Regions from separate parts of the Mus musculus genome. Here regions 1, 2, 3, 5, 6 and 7 are each linked to region 4. Evidence: chromatin contacts called from public promoter capture Hi-C data. All regions are on one chromosome and are shown on one strand. Each heading gives the region's core, a stretch centred on a gene start, on an enhancer-like site or on the middle of the called end of the contact. The rest is flanking DNA. Distances are from core to core; before and after follow the strand shown. Region 1 holds the start of Ncaph (non-SMC condensin I complex, subunit H). Region 2 holds the start of Fahd2a (fumarylacetoacetate hydrolase domain containing 2A). Region 3 holds the start of Sppl2a (signal peptide peptidase like 2A). Region 4 holds the start of Cep152 (centrosomal protein 152). Region 5 holds the start of Gabpb1 (GA repeat binding protein, beta 1). Region 6 holds the start of Usp50 (ubiquitin specific peptidase 50). Region 7 holds the start of Ap4e1 (adaptor-related protein complex AP-4, epsilon 1).

Region 1 (4,181 bases), core at 1,342-3,841, 1.5 Mb after region 4:
CACTGTCAAGTGTGCAGAATGGCAGTGTTTAAATTAACCAGCGTTCTCGGCACTGCCAAGAGGACACAGGGAGACACCTGATCATATTGACTGACCAGGAAAGTAACATAAATAAGGAGGGAAAGGAACACAAGGTGGCACTGCATGGTGAGAAGCCGCAGAAACAAAAGCCGACCTCAGTATGTAAATAAGAGGAAATGAGCTGGGCACACGGGGGTGGGGGTGGGGGGATAGTGAACACACAGGTAACAGCTGACGAGGCTCCCATCAATGACATGTTCAACGTGTGACTGTGGCACTGCTGACCTACTGTTTTAGAGCAAGACACAAGATTCCTGGAAGGAGTTAAAAGAACCCAACTCATCCTCATCCCTACCCCGATTTAAGAAACAGAGAGCACTGTTTTAAACCTGGCTTTATAATGAATTAGCTAAGAAAACTTTAGGCAAGCAAACAAGCTCTCTGTCTCTATGCTGTCTCTGCTTCACCATCGCCCTGAATGGAAGACCATCACTTGGCTGTGGGTACAGCTAGTGAGGAGTCCTGACCTAGCGCTCATCCTTGGCTGGTAGGTGGGCATGTGCTGAGAAGAAGGAAGAGGGAGGGAAAAAGGGAGAAAAGGAGAGAGGGAGAGAAATGGGAGGAGGGATGGGGGGGAGTGACCCGGGCACAGAACTTGCTGTTTAGGAACAGGTGGCACGATGACATTTTATAGGAACACGGAGAAATAAAAGGAGGCAGGGAGTATAGAGCAATGTAGAATTCTTGCCTGGCACACACACGCCATGGTACAAGGCTTCACCACAAAAGTAAACAAAGAGACATAATAAACAACAAATGCTTGTCCACAGGGCAGCAGGAGGAAAGGCATTACAATGCTTCCTACAGGTCGAGGAGTATAGTTGACACACCAAGACAAAACAAAAAGGTCAAAAGAGGAGATGAGAGACGTTTTATGGGCATAAATCAAGACATCTGTGACTCTGTAAATGTGGGTATGGAAAGGAATTGAGAAACTGGAAGCACGGAGGGGCTAACTCCTCCCCCGCTGCTCTCTGCCGTGGGCAGTAGACAAGAGTCTAGTTCAACAGATTGTTACTGAAGTCAAGAGCACGTTCCTCAGCTCCTCTGCTCTGCTTCGGTTCTCAGCCTGAAGTGCCCACTTCGGGACTCATCTTTTTCTTCTTGAGCTGCTCTAGGCCCTGTGGTACCCATAACCTGAGTTATTTCCTCCCCACACCCGGACAACTGGTGCAGGTCCTGAATGTATTCTCTGCAAGGTCTGTCTAGTGATCTCACCGGTACCCATGGCTTTATCATCTCCATGATGAAGAAAAACAAATCTACCTCCCAGCCTATGGACCTCGGTCAAACTCGCCCAGTAGATACGAACCCCTTCACCTGAGCGCCTCTCCAGAAGTCACAGGCAACAAATCCAAACTGAAACTATTATTCCAAAACTATGACTTAGGTCTACCAGGTGGTCAGTCTCACTAAGCTTAGTTATGACGGTCTAGCTCAGAGTTTCTCAACCTTCCCAATGCTGTGACCCTCTGACACAGTTCCTCATGTTGTGGTGACCCCCAACCATAAAATTATTTTCCATTGCTACTTTATAACTGTAAATTTAGTGGTTATGAATCATAATGTAAATATCTGTGTTTTCTGACGATCTTAGGCGAACCCCGTGTAAAGGTCATTTGACACCTCCCCATGGGGGCTGCCACCCAAAGGTTGAGAACCTACGGTGTAGTTAATTCCTAGACTAGTCCAGGTTCCTTCCTAGCTCTTCTCTTGTACAGGATGCTCAGCCCATAAAGTTCTTCTCAATGTTTGCTTAAAAATCTCGAGTCCATAACGGACAGGAGTTATAGCACTAGGTTTTATCTGTCAAATATTTGCCATACTACCTCAACTTGACACAAGCTCCAAGAGGAAAAGGTATTTATCTGTTTCGTTCCCCACCCCCCGCCCCCTTTCAGAGTGGGTCTCCTGTAATCCAGGCTAGCCTCGAAGTCGCTATAGCTGAGGACAACCTTGAACTTCTAATCCTCCAGTCTCCATCTCAAGTGCCCAGGCTTCTTCGGTTGCGAATCTCGGCGTCTGACCGAAGGTCTGTCCCAAAGGAAGCCCTCAAGACTTTAGAATCAGTTCCAAAACACAGGCACGAATGCTCAACACAGAGCGGTCGACACTTTGCTTCCACAGCTCCCCACACAACGTCCAGTCCAGAAAAAACAAAAAACAAAAAAAACCCACTTTATCCTCCGTTAGAACCAGGGCGCGGGGAGTATTAGAGCCCAGCCGCCACTGGCAGCTGCGTCCTGATTGGCCCAGCGCCCCGCTTTCCCTTGCACTCTCTTCCCCTCCCCCGCCGGAGCCCCCGGCCGAACCCCGCCGAACACATTCGTCCCTTCTGGACCTGCCCACGCGAGCACCCTTCGGTCCTGATCCTGCCAGCCGCGCCTGGACCCACTCGAGCTCACCTGAGCGCGGAATTCTCATCTTGCTCTCCACGTCTCCGGAGTAAGTTTTAAATCGCGAGCGCCAAGCGCGGTAACCGCCGCGTGACGTCACTGGGGCGTGGTCTTTGGTGCGCCTGCGCAGGCCGCCTAGGCGGCTGGCTGATCAGAGTGGCCCCGGAAACTTGGACAGTTTTGAGTCTACGCGCGAGTGAACTAGGTGCAGCGGTGACCCAGCTGAAGACGTTTGGAAACATTCTGGCGCCGAGCGCTGGGCGCGGAGTAGGATGTGTGGATCTGGGCAGGCGAAGGCTGTGCTTTCCTAGAATCTGGATTGTAACGGGGAGGCAGGTTTCTGAGGAATCGAGGTTCTTTGCCGGTAGAAAACGCTGCCCTTATTGGAAGTTCCAGGCAGGCAAGAAGGAATGCAGAGCATTGTGTATGCACGTGTAGACTCCACCCAGAGTATTGTGTATGTATACACCCACAAGGACATTGTGTGTGCTCATGTGTACACAGGCCCCAGAGCATTGCGTTTACATGTGTATACTCTTCCAGGAGCATTGTGTATGCGTGTGTACACACACCCTAGAACATTGTGTTTACTTATGTTTATACCCCCAGTAGTTTTTATATATGTGTGTACATTTCCAAAGAGTTTTCTGTATGTGTGTGTGTGTACATGTCTATACACACACATACCAGAGCATTGTGTATGCTCTTACTTATACATGGACATACCAGAACATTGTGCAGGCATGTGTATCTGCACCAGAGCATTGTGTTCATATATCTATACACATGCATGCACACACATTTAAAACTAAATTTTTGTCCAGATTCTTGTAAAGAGCTTTTTGGAAATCATTTACCTACCATCATTTTTTTAAAAAGAGGCTGGGGTGTAGCTGTTTAGCATCCTTGACATTATTTGCCTGCCTATCAGCAGTACCCCTCATTATGGTGACCAAAACTCTGCCTTTTGTTGAAAGCTACTTTTTAAAAAAATATTTCATTTCATGTGTATGAGTGTTTTCCCTGTGTGTATGTATGTATATTTACCACATGCATGGCTGGTACCTGAGAAGATCAGAAAAGGGTGTCAGATCCTCCGGGACTGGAATGACAGATGTTTGTGAGCCACCATGTGGGTGCTGAGAATGAAACTCAGGTCCTCTGCAAGAGCAACGAGTACTCTAAACTACCTCTCTAACCCCAAAAGCTACTCTTTTTTTTTTTTTTTTTTTTTTTTTTTTTTAGTGATATTCCAGCAGTTACTTTATTATTCAGGATTTTTAAAAAAATTTTTATTAGGTATTTTCCTCATTTACATTTCCAATGCTATCCCAAAAGTCCCCCATACCCACCCCTCCACTCCCCTACCCACCCACTCCCACTTTTTGGCCTTGGCGTTCCCCTGTACTGGGGCATATAAAGTTTGCAAGTCCAATGGGCCTCTCTTTCCAGTGATGGCCGACTAGGCCATCTTTTGATACATATGCAGCTAGAGACATGAGCTCTGGGGTACTGGTTAGTTCATAATGTTGTTGCACCTACAGGGTTGCAGTTCCCTTTAGCTCCTTGGTTACTTTCTCTAGCTCCTCCATTGGGGGCGCTGTGATCCATCCAATAGCTGACTATGAGAATCCACTTCTGTGTTTGCTAGGCCCCGGCATAGTCTCACAAGAGACAGCTATATCAGGGTCCTTTCAGCAAAAT
Region 2 (3,807 bases), core at 562-3,061, 1.8 Mb after region 4:
TTGGCTTAGGAGCTACCCTCCATCACCTCTAGTAGGTACCAGTTTCTGCTGCTGGTGAACAGGGAGACTCAGGGCACCAAGAGCCCAGATACTTGGCTTCACACATTGCTTAGCTATCTCCCTGGGTTCAGTAGCAATGTCTGTCTCTTTAACTACTGAGCCTACACTGTTGCTGCTGTGTATGGAACACAGGCTTGCACTGCCTCTGTCCACTGAACAGATGGAAGGTGCAAGGGACTTGACTTTTCACTTCTTGGAAAAGCCTAGTGATGATCAACTTTGGGACGTGGCCCATGTCTTCCTTCTTCAGATCCAGACCTCTTGGATACCATTGAAAAGGTTCAGGGCCTGCTATGAGTTCCAGGCTCCACCCAAAGTTAAGCTTCATTATCGTGCTGCCTTTGTTTTTAATGGTACAGGTGCCGGCCTGGAAGGCACATGCTAGCTTGAGCTATTCCCCAGATAATCTGCACTCTATATCCTCACTCATTCCCTTTCTTTGTCTTAATCTAGGTCTGGTCTTCATTCCCTGTCAGAGTCCTCTCCCTTCTGGATAGCTTTCTTTTAAAACCAGTGTGGGGCTAGGAAGACAGCATGGCTGGTAAAATGTTTCCACTGAAAGCCTGAAGATCAGTTAAATCCCCAGAACCCACATAAAAAAGTTTGTACACAGTGGTCTATGCTTGTAATCCCAGTGCCGGATAGGTGGAGACAGGTAGATTCCTGGGGCTTGCTAGCCAGCCAGTCTAGCCTAATTGTTGAGTTTCAGGCCAATGAAAAACTCTGTCTCAAAGACTAAAGTACGCGTACGCGCACACGCACACGCACACACACACACACACACACACACACACGTCTTTATACTAAAAATGAGAGAGACTGCTAGACGTAGCTCCGTCAGTTCAGGGCTCTTGGTCCTCACCTGGTTGAGCCAACCTACCCTGTTCAGGATCACCAGAGTGCCAGCTTGCAAGTCTGGCCAGAAAACCAAAGGCTTTCCATCTCCTGCTCTGTCGTTTTACACAAGTACCGCCATGCCACAGTCCAAAGGCTGGTCCAGCATATGTGACCAGTCACACCATACACTAAAACAGTACTGTCCCAGGGAAAGCCAAGTGTCTCACTTGTGAGGTCTACTATAATTCTCTTGACGGTGGCTTGGCAGGTGCTGCTGGTCCAGTTTTACAGATGAACAAGCCAAGGCTTGGATAGGGTAAGAGGGGTTTGGTTTGCCTAAGGTTCAAGGGTCTTACAGCTAAAAGAAAATTGGCATTTGAATCCATGTCTAGATGACATTGAAGTTCTTAATTCAAAAGCAAGATACTTCTCAAGCAAGATAATCTAGTTTCAATCCTGCCTACTCCTCTCAGGTCCTAACTGCTACCAGCCCATGGTCATGGCCGTGGAGGTAAGGCAGAACACCTGCTCTCTGATAACTCTAAGCCCCGCTGATGATGAATCTGTGACGGGCGCTCACAGGTTATTTCATTCTCTCGAATCACTATGACTCGCAGCACAAAGGTCCCTTAGCAAACAGCACAGCAATGGGCAGCTTGAGGCGCTGCGCCGTGCGTGTGACCCTGCTGATCTGGGAACCGAGGTCAGCCACTCGGCTCCCAACGTCCGGTTCAACTCCCTCTGAGTTGGCCTAGCCTCAGTTTACCTGGTCGTTGCAGCCGGACTTGTCCGGCTTCCTGCGCTGTCAGCGGACGCCTGCGGAGCCGCAGGACAAGAGGGGAGGGCGGAGAAGCCACAGCCAGTACCGCTGCAAGCACTTAACTCTTCTCCAAGGAATATAGGGACCGCCCCTTCGCAGTCGCGATATGGTGACGTCACGAAGCTGTCGCCACCAGGAGGACACCTGCTTCCTCCCGGAAGTCCGCCCTCCTGCTGTTAGGTACTTCTTTTAGCCACAGAACTTCCAGCAGGTGCCTAGTGTGTGCATTTGGGGAGACCGTGGCTGGCTCCAGGGTGACCCTGGGATACCCAGGCTCGGAGAGAGCGCATCCGACCTTTGAGCTTCTAATTCTGGCCAGGCGCTGCTTCTGGGCCAGGCACCTACTCATAGTTGTCCAGGAAGCACTCTGGTAGACAGTAACAAGTAGTTTTGTGCTCTAATGTTGACCCACCAAGGACAGGGATGTCTATATGTGTTGTATTCGTGGAGAAAACATAAAGGCTAGGAGTGATTTTGCCCATGATGGCTCCTGAGCCAGTAAGGGCTCGTCCAACCACTTATTTAGTTGTCTTGGCAGGTATGAAGCGATTCTGAAGGCAAAAGACACTTGTGTCCTTCCTTCAGCTACTGGGCTTTCCCCCATGAATCTTGTGTGCTGGGGGAAAGAAAAGACTGAAGCTTGTGTGTGCCAGCTAGAGGAGGAGTTTTGTCACCCAGTAAGCTATATCACAGATTTGGCAACTGGTCAGACTATCTTGTGGGATAGACTGGAACTGAGATAATGGTGGATCAATAACCGGCAAGACCACACCTTGACCAAGACTGCTTAGTTATGTACACCACTTGCTTTCTATTTGAGAATCTGAACCTCATGTCGGGACTCCAAAGATGGACTTTGGGGAGTCACTGAACCTTTTCCCCTTTCCTTTCTTGTCTTTTCTCTTTTCTTTCCAGTGTGACCACATTGGCAAAGTCGTAGCCAGCTTTTCACCATTTTTTCTTTAATGCACACAGTGAAGACAGATGGTGGCCTGTCTACTTTTTAGGCTTGTCAGGGCTCACCAACTTCACCTACTTGTAGCAGCACCCTGTTCTTCACGAACCTTATTTTAGGGGGAAAAGGGTGTGTGTGGGGTGATGGGCAAGTCCAGGCAGCAGGCATTCGGGTGGAAACATCCTCTACAACCACACCCCGAGTCCTCTGGCCTATGAAAATGTAAAGGGGACTCTGAGAAGGAGCCTCCTAAGTGAATCAAGGTCCAGACAGAGCATCCGAGGCTTCCATTGCCCCAGGAAGAAGCACAGGCTTTTATTAGATTCCTCTTATTTTTTCCCAGTGAGGCTTTTTTTTTTTTTTTTTTTTTTTTTTTTTTTTTTTTGGTTTTGGTTTTTTGAGACAGGGTTTCTCTGTGTAGCCCTGGCTGTCCTGGAACTCACTCTGTAGACCAGGCTGGCCTCGAACTCAGAAATCCGCCTGCCTCTGCCTCCTGAGTGCTGGGATTAAAGGCATGCACCACCACACCTGACTTCTTTTTTCTTTTAACACCAATGTTTTCAATCCTAGAAAAAGACCAGGGCTTTCCTTCCTGTGTGATTTTGTTTTTCTTCTTCATAGTTCATGATGTCAGCTGAGGTTGACAGCACAATGAAACCAAACCGATGTGACAGGAGCAGGCGATTTTGCTATGCTCTAGGTCTTGGAGCTGCACATCAAACCTGGGACTCATCACTCCATGGTTGCTTAGCCTGCTTGTGGGGTTGACAACATTCTTCCTAGCTCTGATATCAACGATTACAAATTCTCAGGTAAAATCAGGCTTCATCCTCACAGTTAGAAACTGGACAATAACTTCAGAGCATGCCAATAAGGGACTGACATCTGCTTCTTTCTTCAGTGTTGTTGATTGTCTTGAGAGTTCAGCCAGGACATTCATGTGTACTGTTGATGGTGGCATGGACGGCTGGCAGAAAGAGAGGAGGTGGGCTGGAGAGATGGCTCAGTGGTTGAGAGCACCTGCTGCTCTTTCAGAAGACCTGGTTTGAGTTTCAGGACCTACATGGTGCCTCACAACGAGCTGTAACTCTAGTTCTGAGATATCTGACACCCTCTCTGGCCCATATAGGTACTG
Region 3 (3,831 bases), core at 1,258-3,757, 1.3 Mb after region 4:
GGGTAGCACATTGTTCAGATTATCTCACACAGGTATTAATAGATATTTGTAGTTAAGATTTATGCTAAGAATCAAAAGCAAAGCCACTACAAAAATATTTGGAAATCTTATAGTTTGTTCAGAAAAGGGACATGTTTAAAGTCGCAACCAAGGGAACCTATTACCAACTTTCCAAACCTTAAAAACAAAACAAACAAACAACAACAAGACTCTTATTCCTCAGCTGGCTAGGGATTTAGCTCAGTCGAGCACTCGCCTACCATTTATGAAGCCATTTGAGCACGGTGGTTCATGCCTACAATCCCCACGCTACAGTCAGACAGTCAGACTCACTGTTATTCTTGGGGAGCTCAAGGGCAGCCAGTTTCAGACCCTGTTTGGGGGAGGCCAAGTACTTCAGGGACCATACCTAAAACAAGCTTGCTAAATAGGTCAGTGGTGGCACAAGCCTTTAAGCTCGGCTCTTAGAGGAGGCAGAGGCAGGGGGATCTCTGTGTGTTTGAAGTCAGCCTGGTCTACAGAGTGAGTTCCAGGACAGCCAGGGCTACAGAGAAAAAAAAAGTCTGAAGAAAGAATTAAGACAACAACAAAAATAGCATGCTACATAGGTAGCCGTCATTACCCTTGTATCCATGACATCCATCATTACCCAGGTATCTTCTGAGCTCTTTAATAGCAACCACAGTGTGGACTTAACACTTTGTATGTTCTGTTTGGTTTGGTTTGTTTTCTTGAGACAAGATTTCTCTCTGTAGGCTGTCCTGGAACTCTCTGTAGACCAAACCGGCTCCAAACTCAAGAGATCCACAGACCTCAGCTTCCTGAGTGCCCAAAAAATGTGGGTTTATCAAGAGTAGATGTATTACTGTGCTAAATATTGATTTACCTTGAGAAAAATTAGTGGAGCTATGGTATAAGTACGTAAACATTATTTCGTATTAATCATCTTAAGTTCCCTGAAATGAGTTAAGCTTGACAGCTAAGCTAGAGGGCCGAGACATTTACATATCCTGTGAGTTTTCTTTGGACCTAAATGACACTTGTCTGGTTATTCAGTTCCTGCTTTAAAGATACAAAGTAAAGCTACTGTGCTGTCATTCTCTCCTCAAAATACTTTTTGAATGGGTTCTCTCCGAATGCTGTCCAGCAAAGTTCCTAGAACGCCAAAGGCTACCTTAAAAAAAAAAAAAAAAAAAAAACTGTTTGGGGCTTAAACCTTCTCCATGACCTTTTCAAGCCCAGAGTGACAAAGCAGTCTTTCAGAGAAGTGATGGTTTTTAAGTAATAACTACATACACAGTTTACACAACAGTGTGCAAACAATACCGATACAAATTTCCCAACATCAAATGTCAGAAAAGAAAGTGAACAGAAACAAAATCTAAAACACTGAGAGTTAGCTTCTTGGTCACACATTGGAGCTCAAATTACTTTGATCCCGAATTTTAAAACATTATTTCAGCAAATATGGGTATGTGAGCGCATATTTGTTATTTTTTTCTCAACCAGACTTTGACCCTTTTAGACGTCAAACTATTCAAACCTCTCATTTCCCCTTTAAAGGTATTTTAAAGTATACCTATATGAAAACAAAAGCATAATACAAATCCCATAGTATAATCACATGTACCTTACATAGAAGGCACTATCTGGGAGTGAAAGGAAAGTATATAGATATTCATATGGCTATAGAGAGAAATGTATGTGAGCGCAGTCAACAAAAGAGCAGGCCAGAACGCTAACACCTGGAACCCTGTTCACACCGGCCCCTCCATCCGCCTTTTTCTAGGCAAAAGGCAGCAGTAAGATTGGGCTACACAGAGAAGCACAGAAGTGAATTCTTTGAATTAAGAAGAAAAGATGCCAGCACAGTGAAAAATTATAGAGAGGGCTCCAGGACCAAGGAGGAGGAAGCTCCCCACCCACTCCTACCCCCGCCCGCGGGTTTCTCCCAGGGGTTGGGCATTTCGCTGGATTTCGGGGGCTGGGGGCGGGTGAGGAATGCTGGGACTCAAGGACGAAGGCAGTTAACCGGGCCCGGGCAGTGGGAGAATGGGAAGCCAGGGTAGAAGGAGAGGAAGGGGGAGGTAGGGAAGGAGGAGGGATGAGGGAAATCCGGAGGAGGTTAGAGGGAAAGGAAGGGATGGAGGGGGAGGGGGAGGAAGCGGGAGGAAGGGGAGGGAAAAGCGGAGGGGAGGGGAGGGGAGTGCGGCTCTCACCAGTCCGAGCAGGCAGCTCCAGAGCAGGGCAGCCGCGGGAGCGTGCAGCGAGTGCAGCAGCCCCATCCCACGGGCGGGCAGCTAGGCTCAGGCTGCGCTGGCGGCACCCGGACCTCTAGGGTGCAGCCCCGACTTCCTCTTCCGGTCCCTCCCGCGAAACGCTAGGCCGGGACTCTGTGGGTACTGTCAGCTCCTGGCAGAGCCGTTTTAGCTGCGTAAATCCTGGGTTCTCGTTCGGTTCCCCCTAACTGCGGCCGCCGCCCATTCCAAGCCACTGGAGCTTCGGGTTTCAGTTTCCTTTCTGGCCTCTGCCACGTAGCCTCGGGGCGATCTTCGTAAATACGGAACCCAGACGAGGCTCCTCTCCACACTTGGCAGCACAAATCAAAACTCTTCCTCTGCTGCTAAGTTTACGTCACCTCACCCTGTTTTCTCTGTCCTTGGTTTCTCTACTTTCCCACCCGTTAAGATCCACAGACCCTCCAGGCGGGCAGTCTCTGGGGAATACACTCTTGGTGTTCCCTTATCACTTACTTAACACTTCCTCCCTAAAGAGGGTTTCCTAGTACACTTCATCTTAAGTACCCCTTAATTCACTTTCATGCTATGATTTATTTGTAACCTTCATAGCTTTTTTTTTCTTTTTGTTATTTATTTATTTATTTATTTATTGCTGTTGTTGTTCTTGCTTTCTTTGGAAACATCCTCGACTAGTACTGAACTCACTTTGAAGATGATGGCCTAGAACTCAGAGATCTTCCTGTATCATAGGCATAAGTCACCATGCCTGAGGTTTTGGGGGTCCCTCCCCCCATTTTCTTATACTCATCTATGTATCTCCCATGCTGCTATCCAGTTAATGGAAGGATCCCTCTTTGCTCTGTTGACTGCTGTGTCCTTACACACAGAATATCCAGTGTATACTAGGTTGTCAAATATTTGTTGGATGACTATTTAATACCAAACACTGAATAGGACAGTGTTCCTGTTATCCTAAAGGAGGGACACAGCAAGGACTACAGATGTGTGAGCAAACACTGTTACAAAGCAACCTTTCACAAGGAACTCCACAAGGATCCAAGGGAGGTAAAAATAGGGCACCAGGAAGAGAAAAAAAAAAAAAAAAAAAAAAAAAAAACACCAGCCCTAGCTGAGTATAACTGACTATTACCTTCTGTGCAAGTTAATTTCAGCTAGGCAAAGAGGAAGGAAGCATTAGTCTGAAAGCCAAGGGAGGCAACTACAGAACTACAGAACTACAGAACTGGACCTTGGCTGAAGTTAGGAGAGGGGGAGAGTGAGAAGAGGCAGAGGGTGAAATAGTTGCACAGCTTGGAACTTGAGACTTCCTCATTGGCATCTTCCTGGGGGAATTCCTGAAGGAAGCTCTCCCACAGTTCTGCGTGGGTTTTTTCTGTAGTTGTCTGTCCCCTGGCTTCCCCCTCTGGTCCAGTTTCAATCTATTTGTAACCCTACCAGCTGTAAGAACCCCCTAGACAGAAACTGCCTGTCAAGCATTGTTGCATTTACTCTCAGCCACTTTTAGAATCCTTCTAGGACACTGATGTTTAAGCTAATCTCCCCTTTCCACTGGGATCCTAGATACTTGCTC
Region 4 (3,829 bases), core at 1,193-3,692:
CAGCTCACAATGTCTATAACTTCAGTTTCAGGAGACCAGAGGCCCATTTCTGTCCTCCACAGGCACCAGGCACACAAGTGGTGCACAGATAAACTTGCAGGTAAAAGACTCAGGCATACAAAGTAAAAATAAAATTTTTAAACTGTTTCAAGCAAAAGATATCAGCCTTTTAAAACAGTAAAAAAACAGCATAAGTGTGGGAAACCTTACAACTCCCGGATAAGGACTCCGCCCTCCTCTAGATGCCTGCTCCATCCTAAGTCCATTCTGGCCACTTCCATCAATCAAATAGTATATATCACAGAACACATTTACAAAGTCAAGAGATGAAATTACAAAACTGTAAAACTACTTACAAATCACTTAATAAAAAGTATCAGTAAACATTTTTTTCTAAGAAAATGACAACTTAAGATGAGAAAATAGCATAAAAATCCATTTTAGAAAGAAATATAAATGTTCATTGAATATTATTACAGTCTGAGTTCATCAGGCTCAGGAGATCGCTCAGTGCAAGTGGCCATGCAAGTGTGCAGACCTGAGTTCAAATCTTCAGAAACCACATTAAGGCCAGACAGAGAGCCCAGGCATCTGTAAGGAACACTTCTACGGGACGGGGAGGCACAGGTGAGAGGCTGTCTGGAACGTCCTGGGCAACGCCAGCTAGCATGGCCTAAACACTGAACAGCCACAGATACCAGTCTCTAACAGGGTGGAGCCATACAAATATCCACTCGCGCGCGCGCGCGCGCGCACACACACACACACACAGAGGTTAAGTCCATGAAGAATTCAGGAAGTGTACTCTAAGTAGCACCGTGCTACCTTCAACTACTACATTGAAAATGGCCACAACTCTATGTTTTTTTGTGGCTTTAATAAATAAATTGCTGGTGAGATGTGTGCTGACAGATCATCATGAAAACAATCGATAGCAATGTGCATTTGCCATAGTAAAACTGTATCTTGGTGAATATGGCAAAATTATGCCATTAGTAGGAACAGTGGCCTACTCCTATGCTTGACCAGAGAGCTGACCACTTAAAACATAAACCAAGGGATCAACGTGGGCAGTGTGCTCCCTAAAATACAGCTCCCTGGTTAATAGTCTCACTCTAGCCGGGAAACTTTTCCTAACCCCACTACAAGAATACAAGAAGCACAGCTGTCTTCTCTTACACCTCTGACCCAGCTTGTCAATACTTGTCTGACAATACTTGTCAGCACTGTCCCTGGTAGTTTTTGGTCACCCCCTTCCACCCCCTCACATAGAGGGAAAAATATTTACTTGTTTTGTGAGCAAACTTTAGTGTATATTTTCCTTTCCAAAAATATTTATCATCATCATCATCATTATGAGTGAATATATCCATTGGGTCACAGGCCTTAGGATTCCCCTGGAGCCGGAGTCACACGTAGTTGTGACCTATACAATTTGGGTGCAAGAAATGAACTCACAGCCTCTTGCAAGAGCATTGACAATCTCTTAACTGCTGAAACTATTATCTACTCCCACCGGAGTAGATAGGGTCTTTAGGCAGATCTCTTTTTATTTGTTTACATTCCAAATTGTTTGTTTGTTTGTTTGTTTGCATCCCAAAGGATGTAATATGGCTGTAAGCAATTAAGAACTGAAGATCCTCAGCTCTGGCAGCTGTGCAATCGTAACTGCTTCCGTTTCTTTAGTAATGAAACGGTGAAAACATCATAGGTGTGGGAAACCTTACAACTCCCGGATAAGGACTCCGCCCTCCTCTAGATGCCTGCTCCATCCAAAGTGCATTCTGGCCACTTCCAGAGCGCATGGCTTATATCCTTTGCTTGTGGCTTCAAACTTCAGCCTTTATTTACATGCAAACAATCAAGAATTGTGAAGCTACGAAGTGAAATTCAGCTTAAATCACACTGAAAAATGCATGACTACAAGATGGACTAAATGTAATTGCCCTGGGAGTTAGAAAACTGCACGCACTAGCTTACACACTAACTTCTCTTACAGGGTGGAAACAGCCAGAACGCAACAGTCTATTTTAGACACTTTCCAAATCCTGTTCCTACTACAAAGAGTACGGAGGGAGGGGGCAATGACAATCTCTTGAGCTCGGTAGTACCGATAGCAGCATGGAAAACCAAGGTGAGCAGAAGACAGTAACCCCAAAATACAGGAAGCCCCCTCGACTGGGTGTACTCACGCAGCGCCCTTACCAAAGAACTGGGCCCGGGGTCCAAGAACCACGGGCGCGCACAGGTCTGCCGATGGGACGCCCAGGCTGAAGATCGAGAAGGGAGCCAGCAAGCACAGCCCCGGTGTAGGAGACTCGAACGCGGGTCCCGATCCCGCAGCCGCCAGCCTGGCCGGGAGACCGCAGTCACCTCCCGCAACCCGCAACCCGCTGCCCTGACTTCCAGCCGCGAGCACCTTCCCGGTTACACCCTAGCCCGCGAACCCCGCCACTCGACGAGCAGCCGCCTCCTCCAATCGCCGCCGCTGCTCGATGGGCCTGACGGCTGGGCGGAGCTATGGGGCGGAAAACCCGCCTCCCACAAGGTCGGTTGAGAAGTCGCCCGCAGTTGCAAGAGCGCGGCTGTTCGAAGAGGGCGCCAGTGGCGGCGGGAAGCTTCCCGGAGCCTCCATTGGGGAAATAGTGAGCCAATCACAAAAGCCTCCTAGAGGACTACGGTTGCTTAGATACGGCGGACTGTTTGCCCTCCCAGAGGTTAGCTAGGACATTCCTTTTTTTCCCCTTACACGTCTAAGTTTCATCCAATGGCCCTTTTTGCTCTCTGAAGTGCCACTGCCAGCCCTGGTCGTTGTTAAATTTGGCATCATCTTCAGACTTGGCTGGTTAAGATTTGTGTTTCTTTACTGATAAAACTGGAGGAGCTCCCAGGTGCCTCCTCCCTAAAACTCGAATTTCCGCGAATGTTCTTAGATGTTAGCCTGTCGTTAAATCCCATTATATCATCGAACTTGGAGATCGCAAACACAATGGATAAATATCACTTTGGCTGTTCAATTTTAATGTGTGTCTCTTGATTGGCTTGTTGAGGGTGGCTGGACCTGGCATGTTCGAGACCTGAGTTCTGGAACAGTTGCTGTCTCTGGCTTCTTTGGTAAGAAGGGCTCTAGTGCATGCCAAGAACTTGGTGACTTGGATGCCCACATCTTTTTAAATCTTTCCCCTGTGTACCGTGTGGAGTAAGATACTTGTCCAAGGCTCTTCCAAATCTGGCTGTTTGCTAAGTCTGCCACCTGCATCCTATCCTTGTACGGCTGACATTGACCCTCAGCTAGGGGTCTGATACAGAATAAGAGCTTGAGTGAGAGAAACAGAACCAAGTCACAAGGCTGCACTACCAATAGTTCTGGGATGGCTCCTGTTTCCCCTCCTCCCACCCCATCTCCTGGGCTGCTTTTCGAGTCAATTGCCCCACCTCTCACCCACTCAGCCCTCGAAACACATGACGTCACTCAGTGGAACTGGATCTCCCTACCACTGTACACAGGGTGCATACCGACCCCAAGAGAAGATGGATTTCTCTTCTACTACGATCTGTTACCGTGTGTCTGCTTCACTGGTAGAACAATATGAACGTCTTGGGGGTATTCACTTGAGCATTTGTCTTCATGTTTCATGGCCCATGCTAGGCACTCAAAACAACTGTGTTAACTCATTAGTGAATAAATGAAGGAATGGGCAAATGAAGATGTTGGTCAAGAAAAGACTAATGAAAGGCCTTCGGGGAAATGGCACTTGTCGAAGGTGATCCAAGTATCGGCTAATGAGAAAGATATGTCCAGTGCCCCATGCTGAGGTCTACGATGCAA
Region 5 (3,691 bases), core at 59-2,558, 1.1 Mb after region 4:
TCAATTCTGGGAAGGCCACTACTTCCCTAGAAAAAGCACACCACCGTTCTTTTTTACCCCCAGATAAAAATTACATTTCAGAAAGTAACTTGCCTGAATAGACAACAAACCACAGTGTCTGCAGAAAGAACTCTTAAAAATTACTCCCACGTTATGAAGCTCTCTTTCAGAAGTACTGTGGTCTCGCTCCCTGCTTTAAAGCAAATGTGTCTGCTAGACACAGTGGAAATGGGCTTAAAGCAAAAGCTTCAAGGGAAAAAAAGCCAGCAGGTAGGCCCGCTTTCCTTCGCTCTCATTTTGGAGATGCACACTTCAAGGCTAAGCCCGCGGCTTCAACGCCGTGGGAGAGGTTCACAACAGCACACTCAACACCGATCTGTGCCCAGGCAAGACATGACCGACGAAACTCGCGGCTTCTTTCCGCACCCGCGCTCGCGTGGGTTCCGGTGGCGAAGTCTCCGGGGCAAAAGTCTCGGCCACTGAGAATGGCAGGCTCCGTCCCTTCCGGACTGGCCCGTCTACCCTGCCCCGACCCGGCTGTTCGGGCCGAAACCCGAGCGCCCCGGGCTCCGCGGGGCCCAGCGGGGCAGCGCGGCCCGGCCTTCCCTCCCGCTTGTCGTCGGCCCGGCCAGGCCAGGCCCTCAGGCCGCCGAGACAAAGGAGCGGGCGGGGACAGCGCCGCCTCTCCCGCCGCCTGCCCCGCCGGCCCGGACCCCCACGGCCATGGCGACCCCACCGCAGACCCGACCCGTGGGGCCCGCAGGAGGCCGCGGCGCCTGACCGAGGAGGGGGCGGCGGCCGCCACCATGTCTGCCGCCCCTCCCAGAAGCCAAGCGCCGGGCGGACAAAGCGCGGCGGCGGCGGCGGCGGCAGCACGGACACCCAGGCCGACCCCGCCGACCCCCGCCAAACAAGCGGGGCCAGGAGCCCCGGAAACCCGGCGCCTTAATGCAATAAACAGGAAATCGCGGGGATGATCTGGGTTCCGGGGGAAGTGGAATTATTTTTTACCAGCGAAGAGATCAACTTCCACATCCGGTGGTAACAGGGCCCTACACAGACCCGCACTGACCTGGAAAAGCTTCGGGAGCGGCGGCGGGGGAGCAGCGGGAGGAGGTGCGGGGACCGCGGCGCCTCGGAGCCGTCAGGGCAGACGCGGCCCCGCCACACACAGAGCGCTTCGCTGCACAGGGCGCTATTTTCCGAAAATGCCGCGTCTGCTCGGCGCCCAAAATCCCCACCGAAAAGTCCCCGTCGGCGCGGAGGGACACGGCGGCCGAGCTCCCAGCATGCCTGCGGCGGCCTCGCCAACCCGCGCCCGTTTCCGCCCCACTGGCCCCGGGAGCGAGCCTGCCGCCGCCCTCCCCCAGCCCCGTTCCGGCGGGAGAAAGGGATGAGAGGGTCTGCTTCTGACTTTAAACGGGGAGAAAGGAAATAAGCCATTTCTAGCGTTCGGCCACACAAAGGCTGCGGCGGAATGATCCGCGGGGCGACCGCAAGTCCCGGCTCGCCCGGCGCCTGCGCGGCAGCGGGGTGAGCGCTGCGGTGGCCCTGTGCGCGGCTGGGTGTTCCGCGCCGCGTCGCGGGGCGGGATGTGTGGGAGTTAGGGGTGCGTGTGCTAAGTTCTCCCCCGGCGTGACACGGAAAGTGCCGGCATTTCGGGACGCTTGGAGCTTGGACTTGACTATGGGGTGTTCTAGCAGATTCCCGGCAGGCGGAAGGGCAGCCGGGTACCTAAGATTTAACTTACCGTGGTCCTGGAAGGTACCCGGAATCGCTGGTTGTGGGGCCTGTGCGGGAACAAAGGATGCCTGTCCTCTTCACCTGGTGTAAACTGGTCGTGTGTGACGTGGATGTTTCTGTGGCTTTTTTTTTTTTTAATGTTGTAATAGTGACGCTTTTCTCCTGTCTGTATTGTCAGGATTTTTGTTGATTTGTTTTCGAGGCAAGGTTTCTCTGTAACAGCCCTGCCTGACCTGGAACTGGCTTTGTAGACCAGGGTGGCCTCAAACTCAAAAGAATCCGCCTGCCTCTGCCTCTCAATTGTTGGGATTAAAGGCGCGTACCACCATGCCTAGTGACGTATTTTACTTTCAATGAACCAAGAGTTGATTGGGAGATGATGATTTGTGAAGGAAAAGCCTTATAAATTTACTTCACATGCGATTTTCAAAGTTCCACTTTGATATATTTCACCGAAAAGTCCACTACCCGTGGAACTTTTGGCGTCAGGTATCTAGGAATGAGAATATCGGAGACAACCGAGAATAACCTAGGAGCAAAATGGCTTAAATGAGATCCAAATTGTTTACAGACTTCATTTGTGTTTGTGTGTGTCTGTCCTCAGATAAGGACACTTGCCCTTATTTTTTGGTTTTTCGAGACCGGGTTTCTCTGTATAGCCCCTGGCTGTCCTGGAACTCACTTTGTAGACCAGGCTGGCCTCGAACTCAGAAATCTGCCTGCCTCTGCCTCCCGAGTGCTGGGATTAAAGGCCACCACGCCCGGCTGCCTTTCTTATTTATATAGTGAAAGTTTGTAGCCAGTGTAAGACATAGCAAAGTAAACAGAATGGGGAGAGCATAGTTCATGTTTTTTCTTTTTATTTAATATTTTATTTCAGGGGTTTTTGGTTAGGTTTGGTTGGTTGGTTGGTTTTGAGATAGGGTCTCGCTTTGTGAAGCTCTGACTGCTCTGGAATTCACTCTGTAGACCAGGCTGGGCTCAAACTTAAAGAGGTCTACCTGCCTCTGCCTCCCAGGTGCTGGGATTAGAGGGGTGTACCAATACTGCCAGCTCTTATGAATTTTTTTAAATTGTTATTCCTTTCCATAATATTTTGAGTAAATAGTTAATTGCCTTAATTGTGCTATAGCATCTAGACGAGTATACATCATCAGTGGTTATGCCAGAAAAGCTGAATGTGGTGTGATTGCAGGAATATTCCCCTGCCACAAACAGACACACACAGTAACCTTACAGAGGAATCAAATAGCTATATAAAAGTTATATAGAAATCAGAAATTGGTGAAGGCCATCCAGTCGAAGGGAACAGTAATGCAGAACTAGAGAGATGATTTCGATCATTCCCAGAAATGGACCTGTAGAGGTTGAGTGACCTCCTTGAATGTCTCCTTAATGAGTTGGTGTTTTTGACTGGTAGCTATTCAGTAAAAACGCCCCAGGCATGGAGAAGCAGTAGTTTGGAAAACTGACTACACAGGTTGAGGTAGTCACAAGTAGGAATCAAGGAAATCACAACTGCTTGTTAGGAATTTGGAGAATGCTTGACTGGATGTGAGAATGCCTGAAGGAGATGTCAAGGAAGGTGACTCAAGTTTGTCAGAGTACTTGAGGGTTGGCAGTGTGTTCACTGAAAAAAGCAAAGGGAGAGGACTGCTAGGGAAGATGAAGCTTCTGTGTGACCATGGAAAGCCTATGGGCCTGTCTAATCAGCTCTGTTCATTCCTTCAGCAGTGCTGGAGTGCCCATTCTTTTTCTCTCTTTTGAGACAGGGTTTCTCTGTGTAGCCCTGACTGTTGTCCTGGAACTCACTTTGTAGACCAGGCTGGCCTCGAACTCAGAAATCTGCCTGCCTCTGCCTCCCAAGTACTGGGATTAAAGGCGTGCGCCACCACTGCTCGGTGTGGAGTGCCCATTCTTATAGTCCTGTTCTGTGAGCTAGAGAAGA
Region 6 (3,716 bases), core at 555-3,054, 1.2 Mb after region 4:
AGTGTTGGAGCTGTGGCTCAGTGGGTAAGAACACTGACTATGGATTCAAAGGACCCCAGTTCAAATCCCAGCAAGTGCTTTATGGGGCCGTTAAAGGGTTGTAACTTTGAGCCTTTGTAGCTTCTTTTGGTGTCTGGAGACAGCTATAGTGAGCATGATACATACACATAGTAGGAACATATACATTCATATGTTAAGGGCACAGGTATGTATATATGCATACATATGTGTGCATACATGCACATTGCTACGCTAATAACTGATTATATATATTTATGATTAGGGTTCTTATGTTTGCTCATTTATAACACAGAAACATTCAGCATGAGAAAGTGTCCTTGGCCTGTGTGAGGCACTGGCTTTGGCCTCAAGCTCCTGATCCCCCAGCAAAACAAGGAACACTACCTCTTCCTGGCAGGGTTACTGCGAGGGCCATGCAGGTGCCATGCAAGGTGCTTAGCTTAGATCACATAATAAATGATATCTTTTAAAAGAATACAACATAGCCAGTTATTGGTGGTGCAAACCTTTGATCCTAGCGTTCAGGAGGCAGCAGCAGGGGGGATCTCTGAGTCTGAGGCTAACCTGGTGTACAGAGTGGGTTCTAGAACGAATAGCTAAGGCTACACAGAGAAACCCTGTGTCCAAAAAAAGACAAGTGTATATTTATACACACACACACATATGTATATATACTTATATACACATACACATGTGTGTATATATGTCTATGTGTGTATGTATATATGTATATATACATCTATGTACCTGTATAGTATGTATACACGTATATTTACATGTATACACACATATATACATATATATGTATACACACATATACAGATATACGTGCATACACACACACACACACACACACACACACACACAGCTTGGGTTCTGAAGAGATGGCTCAGCAGTTAAGAGCATTTCTGCTGTTCTTTCAGAAGATCCTGGCTCACTTCCCAGCAACCACATGGCAGCTCACAACCATTTGTGTCTCCAGTTCCAAGGGATCTAATGCCCTCTTCTGGCCTCCAAGAGCACTGCTTTGGTGTGCTTAAATTGTCAGCAAAGCATTCATATACATAAAATAAAATCTTTAAAAGAATAAATGACTTAATGTGGAGAGACGGGACTGGAGCATCTGCCCAGCATGCAGAGATGGGAAATACTGCAGGCTCCAGGAGGCCTCCTTGATCTGCACAGCTCCCTCTTATCTGACCGATTCAGTAGGGCCGCTCACCACCTTTGTCCTTTATTACCTTTCTTCCCACAGACTGAATCTGAAATCCAGGCCCCACCGCTCAGCGGCCTCACTCAGTGCCTCTGCTCAGTTTCACCCATCTGAAAAGTGTGCCATTCTCACTTTTACTCAGTGATGTCACGGAGGCCCTGAGCTGACTGATCAGGGAGTACATGTATGTTATCTCTTCTGGGTCCTTCATGGGTCAAATCTGGCAGAGCCCTCCCAAATGCAACAGGTGCCATGCCCCCTCTAGGTAAGCCCTCCCCCAGCCCCCCACTCCTGAGGTTATCTATAAAGGCACAGGACATAGAGGCTCACAGGTTGTAGTAGGCACCGAAGTCGTCTGCAGGGACCGGCCGATGAGACGCCATGTCAATGAAGCACATCAGGCTTTCACTTCTACTCACGAGCTACCTTTGATCCTTTTAACTTCATTTCTCCAGGACTGCTCCCTGGCTTGTTTTTGGTTTTGAACCGTTTGAATGCCCCCCTCCCCCCTTTGTGTTGTTGCTGTCTGATTTCACTTGACTCAGGCCCAGTTCTTCTTGGATCCTCCCCTGCATCACAATTGTCACCCTTCATACCAAGGTTCTAACGTGTTGTCAAGGGATACCATTATTTGTTTGTTTGAAATGCTTCTGAAAGATCAACTTTCTGAGAACGAATTGTCCACATCACAGCTCTCCCTCTATTTCTGGGTTTCTCACACACAAGCACACAGAGATGTTCACCCTCTGGATTTGGGGACAGTGTGTGGCAACACTGCTCCCATGAACCCTAGAGGGACATCTCTTCCCCTATGGAGGAGGTAGTGAGATTTTTCTCATCCCGATGCATACACAGTGAGGTCACCAGAATTGTTTATTCTTGGGATGGAGACACAGCTGGATATGGGCACATACCCATAGTACACAGGCTGTTAGGGTTTTACTGCTGTGGACAGACACCATGACCAAGGCAACTCTTCTAAGGACAACATTTAAATGGGGCTGGCTTACAGTTTTAGAGGTTCAGTCCATTATCATCAAGGTGGAGAACAAGGGCATGTCCTGGCAGACATGGTGCAGGAGGAGCTGAGAGTTCTATATCTTCATCTGAAGGACACTAGAAGACTGGCTCCCATGTAGTTAGGAGAAAAGAATCATTGCCCACCCCCACAATGACACATTTCCTCCAACAAGGCCACACCTCCTAATAGGCCAAGCATATTTAAACCACCACACAGGCTTATTATAGGATTTACAAGCTGTGGCCTCTGGGGCACACATGGTTTTCTGAACTCAGACTTTTCCACTGGAGGAAAAGGATGGCATCCTCAGTTCTAACTAAAAGCATGGGGCTGTGACCTGGGAAAGCACCCGTGCTGGGGCCTTGCCTCTGGAGTGCCTAGTTGCTGCTGGCCTGCTCTCTGAGCAGATCTACTGGGTCAGCCAAGCACCAGCAGAGAGCAGGCAGAGAGCCCTTAGGATCAGTTTATCCCAGGTAGGGTACTGAAGACAGGCTGAAGGAAAAATACTCTCAAAGTCCAACTTCATAGAGCAATGAGTTTCAGTGGGGTCAGTTAGGGCATATGGGTGGAGAGATCAGGAGCAAATAGGACTCAGCTGTGTCACCGAAGACCCCAGTATGAGTGACAGCTCATGAAAGCTGGGCTCCAGGAGCACACACAGCCTGCAGGCACTCAACAGATTGCAGTGTCCTTTCTAGGCCTTTTAGTCGTAAGCCACACACTGCAACACACACCACATGACATCGATCTCTCTCACACACTATGCCAAACCACCCGGCAACACACACAATGACTAAGAAATATACATTAGATCCATAATGATGCCCCTCTGTGTATGTGCATATATGTATTGAGAATCAGAATTCACACCAATAGTCACAACCTTTCTAGATTTATTTTCCCTTCCTATACAATCTAACTCTAACTGGGAGACACCTAGCTTCTGACAGCCCTAGCATAGCTCCTGTCTCATCAGTCCTCAATGCTGTGTTCCCACTGCCTAGCACGTGACATTCCTGCCTCATCTGCACACCAGGGCACCACTGCCCACAGCTCATACAGCTCACACTAAAGTAAGAGGGCTGCTTCTTAATTTTTCCTTATCTCTTTGGTGGCTTGTTTTAATCTGCCCCTCTTAGATATTTCTTTCTAGTCATCTGAAAATTGTGCAGTACTTTCAAAATCTACACCCATGTATTTTAAATATTTTGACAATATGAAAGTGCAGTCTATGCTCTTTTCACATATTTATGTTAAGCTAAAGTTGAGTAGCAAGGGTGACTATGTTATTCCAATCCACTTGGTTTTTATGCTATGGGTGATACATAATGGATTTTTGTGAAAACGTCAATGTTAATCTGCTAGTGAGGTTGGAAGGTAAGGAATTCTGTGTGATGTAACAACAGAAACTGCTGTGTCTTGGCAGGTGAGAATGCTCCATGGTTAAGCATCCTTGATGCT
Region 7 (4,112 bases), core at 869-3,368, 1.4 Mb after region 4:
CAAGCTGATATTCCTCCAAGTAAATTTCCTCCTCTCAAGAAAGAAAAGTAAAACAAAAGGGACTTTGAGATTTCTGTTTTGTTGTTGTTGTTTTGGTTTTTTTTTCTTTGTTGTTAAAGAACCTGGACCTGAAATTCAATGTACATGAGTTATAGAGCCAAGAGCTGGGAAGTCTGAGTTAGGGCCAATGGCCGTTCCGCTGGCGCCCACTTGTGTATAACAATGGAACTTTTTGTAGTGGTTTTTGTTTTGTTTTGGGACAAAATCTCCAGACAGCCTTGGGCGGCTCTTAACTGACTATGTAGACCTAGATGCCCTCGAACTCACAGAGATCCACCTGCTTCTGCCTCCCAGCACTGTGATTAAAGGCCTGTTTGTGCCACTATGCCTGGCTGAAGTCCTAGGCCGAATTATTTATTTATTTATTTTTGGCTTTTGACGTTTGGAGACAGCGTTTCTCTGTATAGCCCTGGCTGGCTTAGAACTCAGAGATCCACCTGCTTCTGCCTTTTGAGTGCTGGGATTAAAGTGTATGCCACCTCATACAGCTCTAAATTGAATTCTTTTAAGCTGTCTAGACCCCGCTTCCGCAGTACCAAGGAATCACCTTGCCTATTGGCTCCCTCTCAGGTCACTGACCACCTCCTTGTGGTTTCTAAAGCTGTTCTATGGCCACGACCTACAGGTTTGGCATTTTTGAGCCTTTTAAGCTGTTGCATAATTTTCTAGCCAATTCAGTATGCTAATGAAAGCTGTGTAAGAAGTTTTAGTGCGGGGGTGGGTGGATATGGGGGACTTTTGGTATAGCATTGGAAATGTAAATGAGCTAAATACCTAATAAAAAATAGAAAAAAAAATAAATAAAAAAAAGAAGTTTTAGTGCTGCTTGAAAAGCAGGAACAACAGAGTTTTGCTTTTTATATAGCCTACCATGTCTCTGTTTCAAATGTGTAATTTTTCTTCCTTTAAACTTTGGTCCAAACAATGACCCTGTTTTACTGGCACCACAGCACAATTTGAAAAAGCTCTATTGGATAAGACGGACTAAGGGGGATAGTGAACATCACCCAGGCCAGGGGAAGGAAAGTTTCACTTTACTTTTTGGCAGTGTAGCCGCGTTCCTTTCACCCGAGTCAGAAATGTATCAGCTTTCCCCAGCATATTTTTTAGGTGGAAGAAAAAAATTGGGGGATGGGGAAAGTTAAGACAGGGTTTCATATAACTCAGGTTTGTTTTGAACTTGATATGGAGCCGGTGATGCCCTTGAATTTTCTTGCTCCTCCTTCCAGTCTCAAGGGCTGGGATTTCAGGCAACAACCACTACATGGCTGGAAAGTAAGTTTTCTAATTTAAACTAGTGAAAGGGCCTAAAGTTAAAAAAACACACACACACATACACACACACACAGTAAACAAAACTTTACGTAGGCATAAAATATTAAATTCTAAAGAAAATCTGTTTTAAATAATTTAAATATTGAGATTTTTCAATAAATTAAACTTTTTTAAAAAAAGATTTATTTATTATTATAAATAAGTACCCTGTTGCTGTCTTCAGACACGCAACAGAAGAGGGCGTCAGATCTCATTATGGATGGTTGTGAGCCACCGTGTGGTTGCTGGAATTTGAACTCAGGACCTTTGGAAGAGCAGACAGTGCTCTTACCCACTGAGCCATCTCACCAGCCCTAAACTTTATCTTTGCATAACTATTCTGTCAGGCAAACTTTTTCTTTTGTTGAGGTGTAGGTACAAGAACAACTTCAAGATTTAAGAAAAAAATTTCACTTATCACAGACAAAGTTTCAGAGATAAGAGCTCCTACAGGTGTTAAGAACACTATAAAGATGGTAGGTCAGGTTTGTAATCCCAGCACTTGGAGGCTGGGACAGGGGAATGGCACGAATTCATTAACCTTGGGAAGTTCGAGAAAATACAAGATCATGCACACACATTTCACCGCTAATAGAATGATCATGAACTTCATGTCTCCAGAGAACTCCTCTCTCCTCCTAGACTCGTGCGCCCCCAGGCGGTGTTTCCCGGAACTTCATCCTGCTCGTCCTGCTCCGGCGCGAATAAAGATTTCTTATTCAAAACGCCGGAAGTGACTACGGAGGCCGGGAGAGTCAGCGCGAAGTAGCCTCGTAGGGAGGCAGCGATGAGCGACATGGTGGAGAGGACGCTGACCGCACTGCCGGGGCTCTTCCTGCAGAACCAGCTGGGAGGACCTGCGGCCTCCAGAGCACCCTTCTTCTCCAGGCTGGGCGGCCTCATCCGTGGCGTCACTGCACTCTCATCCAAGCACGTATGCGGCGGGGTTGGCTGGGCGGGATGGGGTGGGGCGGCGGGGCCGGAGACATCGGTCCGCTGGATGGACGCAGCCGGGCGTCCGCCTCAAGTTGCCTGTACCGACCGACCTCAGGAGGCCGGCTTTCTGATTTGGAGGCCCGAAGACCCTCCGTGTGTTTTCTCATGGGGTGCTTTGAGGATTACATGAGCTGTCAATCGAGTGAAAAAAGCCAGTATGACCTAAAGCCTGAGCTATAGGCTCCTACCAAGTTTCTCCTCCCTGTTGAGATTTTTGTTTTGTTTTGATTTTTCGAGACAGGATTTCTCTGTGTAGCCCGGGCTGTCCTGGAACTCACTCTGTAGACCAGGCTGGCCTCGAACTCAGAAATCCGCCTGCCTCTGCCTTCCAAGTGCTGGGATTAAAGGCTTGTGCCACCACTGCCCGGCTCCCTCTTGAGTTTTAATTTTTCTATTTGGAAGCATCACGTACTCGGACAGACAACCCTCATTCCCACCCCTGACAGGGCTGTTAATCTTTGCAGAGCTTGAGGTTTAGTCTAGACCAACGGGTTGGGCAAAGACGCGCTTTGAAAACTAGTAGTTACTATAGAAGTTATTAAGTTCCCACGTACTTTGTATGGTACTGACTCAAAGCCTCAAGGAGTGTTTGTCTTAAAAACATAATATTGTGTCATACTTTCTTCAGCAAGTATTTATCAAGCACAACTATATGTTAAGTAATGAAAATAGCAAAACACTTTTCTGTCTATTTTCTGTCCATTTTAGACTTAACATAAATAAGTAACTACAGTGCAGTGTAAATGCCTGCAGCATGGAGAAGAGAAACAAGATGCCTTTAAAGGTTTAAAACGGGCTTGTGTTCTCACTGGAAGCTGGTGTGTGGCAGGGCTTGCTGAACATCCCTTAATCATTATTCGTGTACTTAACATCTCTTCGTGCTTTTCTGTTGCTAATTTGTATGAGAGGGCAAGTAAGTATTTTGTGTGTACATGTATGTACTGAGAGAATGTGTATGTGCTGGTATGTGAGGATGCACGGACCCACGGCACATGTATAGGCTTCCGAGAACAGCTTTGGGTCTTAGTCCTTACCTTCCACCTAGTAGGTGAGATCTCTCTTGACGCTTGTTTCTGTGTTGTATATTCAGGCAGGCTGGCTAGGGAGCTTCGAGTGTTCTGTCTCACCATAGGAGTGCAGGGATCACAGGTCCACCTCACCACACCCGGCTTTGTGCTTTTTACACATTGAGCCATCTGCCTCTGCCACCGCTCTGAAAAATTTAGAGAATATAGTTTTTTTGGCTTAGTTTGAAACTGCACAGACAGCCAGATGTGGTATTACTGCCAGATGTATTACTTCTAAGTTTTGTTTTGTTTTTAGATTTGTTTCAAAGTTGTGTGTGTGTGTGTGTTTATGGCATGTGTACATGAGTGCAGATGCTCTCAGAGTCCAGGAGAGTGTGTGTGATCCCTTGGAGCTAGACTTTTAGGCAATTGTGAGCCACCAGAGTGGGTGTGAGGAACCAAATTCTGTCCTTTGCAAGAGCTCTGTGTATTCTCACCTGTGGCATCTCTGCAGCCCCCACCAGCAGTTCGGAATTAGCCACTTAACGTCAGCGACTCAGTGTGTGATTTGAACATAACATTGTATTAGTTAGTGGTTGGCCAGGCCCTAAGTGCTTCCTGAGGTCCAGCACAGGCAAGCATCAGAGTTGACCACACTGGTGTGTGCAGTAGACAGCGAGAGGGAAGATGGGCTGAGGAGGATGAGGAAGAGTAGAGGTCAGGAAGACTGTGTCT

What was found. Promoter capture Hi-C pulls out the DNA fragments that hold promoters and counts their contacts.
Region 1: a promoter capture Hi-C map of pre-B cells shows a contact between it and region 4, with 2.5 times the contacts expected there. The contact joins the promoter of Ncaph here to the promoter of Cep152 in region 4.
Region 2: a promoter capture Hi-C map of pre-B cells shows a contact between it and region 4, with 5 times the contacts expected there. The contact joins the promoter of Fahd2a here to the promoter of Cep152 in region 4.
Region 3: a contact with region 4 is called in a promoter capture Hi-C map of pre-B cells, with 4 times the contacts expected there. The contact joins the promoter of Sppl2a here to the promoter of Cep152 in region 4. A contact is called at or near these places in 1 of 39 promoter capture datasets (pre-B cells) and 1 of 484 Hi-C or Micro-C datasets (B cells).
Region 5: a contact with region 4 is called in a promoter capture Hi-C map of pre-B cells, with 7 times the contacts expected there. The contact joins the promoter of Gabpb1 here to the promoter of Cep152 in region 4. A contact is called at or near these places in 7 of 39 promoter capture datasets (the 3T3-L1 cell line, 3T3-L1-derived adipocytes, the HPC-7 cell line and 4 more) and 5 of 115 datasets of contacts at active chromatin or transcription factors (astrocytes, embryonic forebrain, extraembryonic endoderm stem cells and 2 more).
Region 6: a contact with region 4 is called in a promoter capture Hi-C map of hematopoietic stem and progenitor cells, with 4 times the contacts expected there. The contact joins the promoter of Usp50 here to the promoter of Cep152 in region 4. A contact is called at or near these places in 6 of 39 promoter capture datasets (the 3T3-L1 cell line, 3T3-L1-derived adipocytes, the C10 cell line and 3 more).
Region 7: a promoter capture Hi-C map of embryonic stem cells shows a contact between it and region 4, with 3 times the contacts expected there. The contact joins the promoter of Ap4e1 here to the promoter of Cep152 in region 4. A contact is called at or near these places in 2 of 39 promoter capture datasets (embryonic stem cells and pre-B cells).

Annotation. Positions count from the first base shown.
Region 1 is chr2:127,131,363-127,135,543 of GRCm38.p6, forward strand. It overlaps Ncaph (non-SMC condensin I complex, subunit H), which reads right to left and starts at 2,592. Exons shown (of 18, transcript NM_144818.3): 1 at 2,487-2,592. The coding sequence starts at 2,505. It overlaps Gm35347 (a long non-coding RNA gene), which reads left to right and starts at 2,591. Exons shown (of 3, transcript XR_374955.4): 1 at 2,591-2,934.
Region 2 is chr2:127,442,754-127,446,560 of GRCm38.p6, forward strand. Fahd2a (fumarylacetoacetate hydrolase domain containing 2A) reads right to left here and starts at 1,812. Exons shown (of 8, transcript NM_029629.2): 1 at 1,664-1,812.
Region 3 is chr2:126,930,728-126,934,558 of GRCm38.p6, forward strand. It overlaps Sppl2a (signal peptide peptidase like 2A), which reads right to left and starts at 2,508. Exons shown (of 15, transcript NM_023220.2): 1 at 2,220-2,508. The coding sequence starts at 2,285.
Region 4 is chr2:125,622,671-125,626,499 of GRCm38.p6, forward strand. Cep152 (centrosomal protein 152) reads right to left here and starts at 2,443. Exons shown (of 28, transcript NM_001081091.1): 1 at 2,206-2,443.
Region 5 is chr2:126,674,284-126,677,974 of GRCm38.p6, forward strand. Gabpb1 (GA repeat binding protein, beta 1) reads right to left here and starts at 1,309. Exons shown (of 9, transcript NM_001271468.1): 1 at 1,073-1,309. A630026N12Rik (RIKEN cDNA A630026N12 gene) reads right to left here and starts at 1,004. Exons shown (of 1, transcript NR_166192.1): 1 at 1-1,004.
Region 6 is chr2:126,781,656-126,785,371 of GRCm38.p6, forward strand. Usp50 (ubiquitin specific peptidase 50) reads right to left here and starts at 1,805. Exons shown (of 7, transcript NM_029163.3): 1 at 1,565-1,805. The coding sequence starts at 1,632.
Region 7 is chr2:127,006,593-127,010,704 of GRCm38.p6, forward strand. It overlaps Ap4e1 (adaptor-related protein complex AP-4, epsilon 1), which reads left to right and starts at 2,119. Exons shown (of 21, transcript NM_175550.3): 1 at 2,119-2,308. The coding sequence starts at 2,162.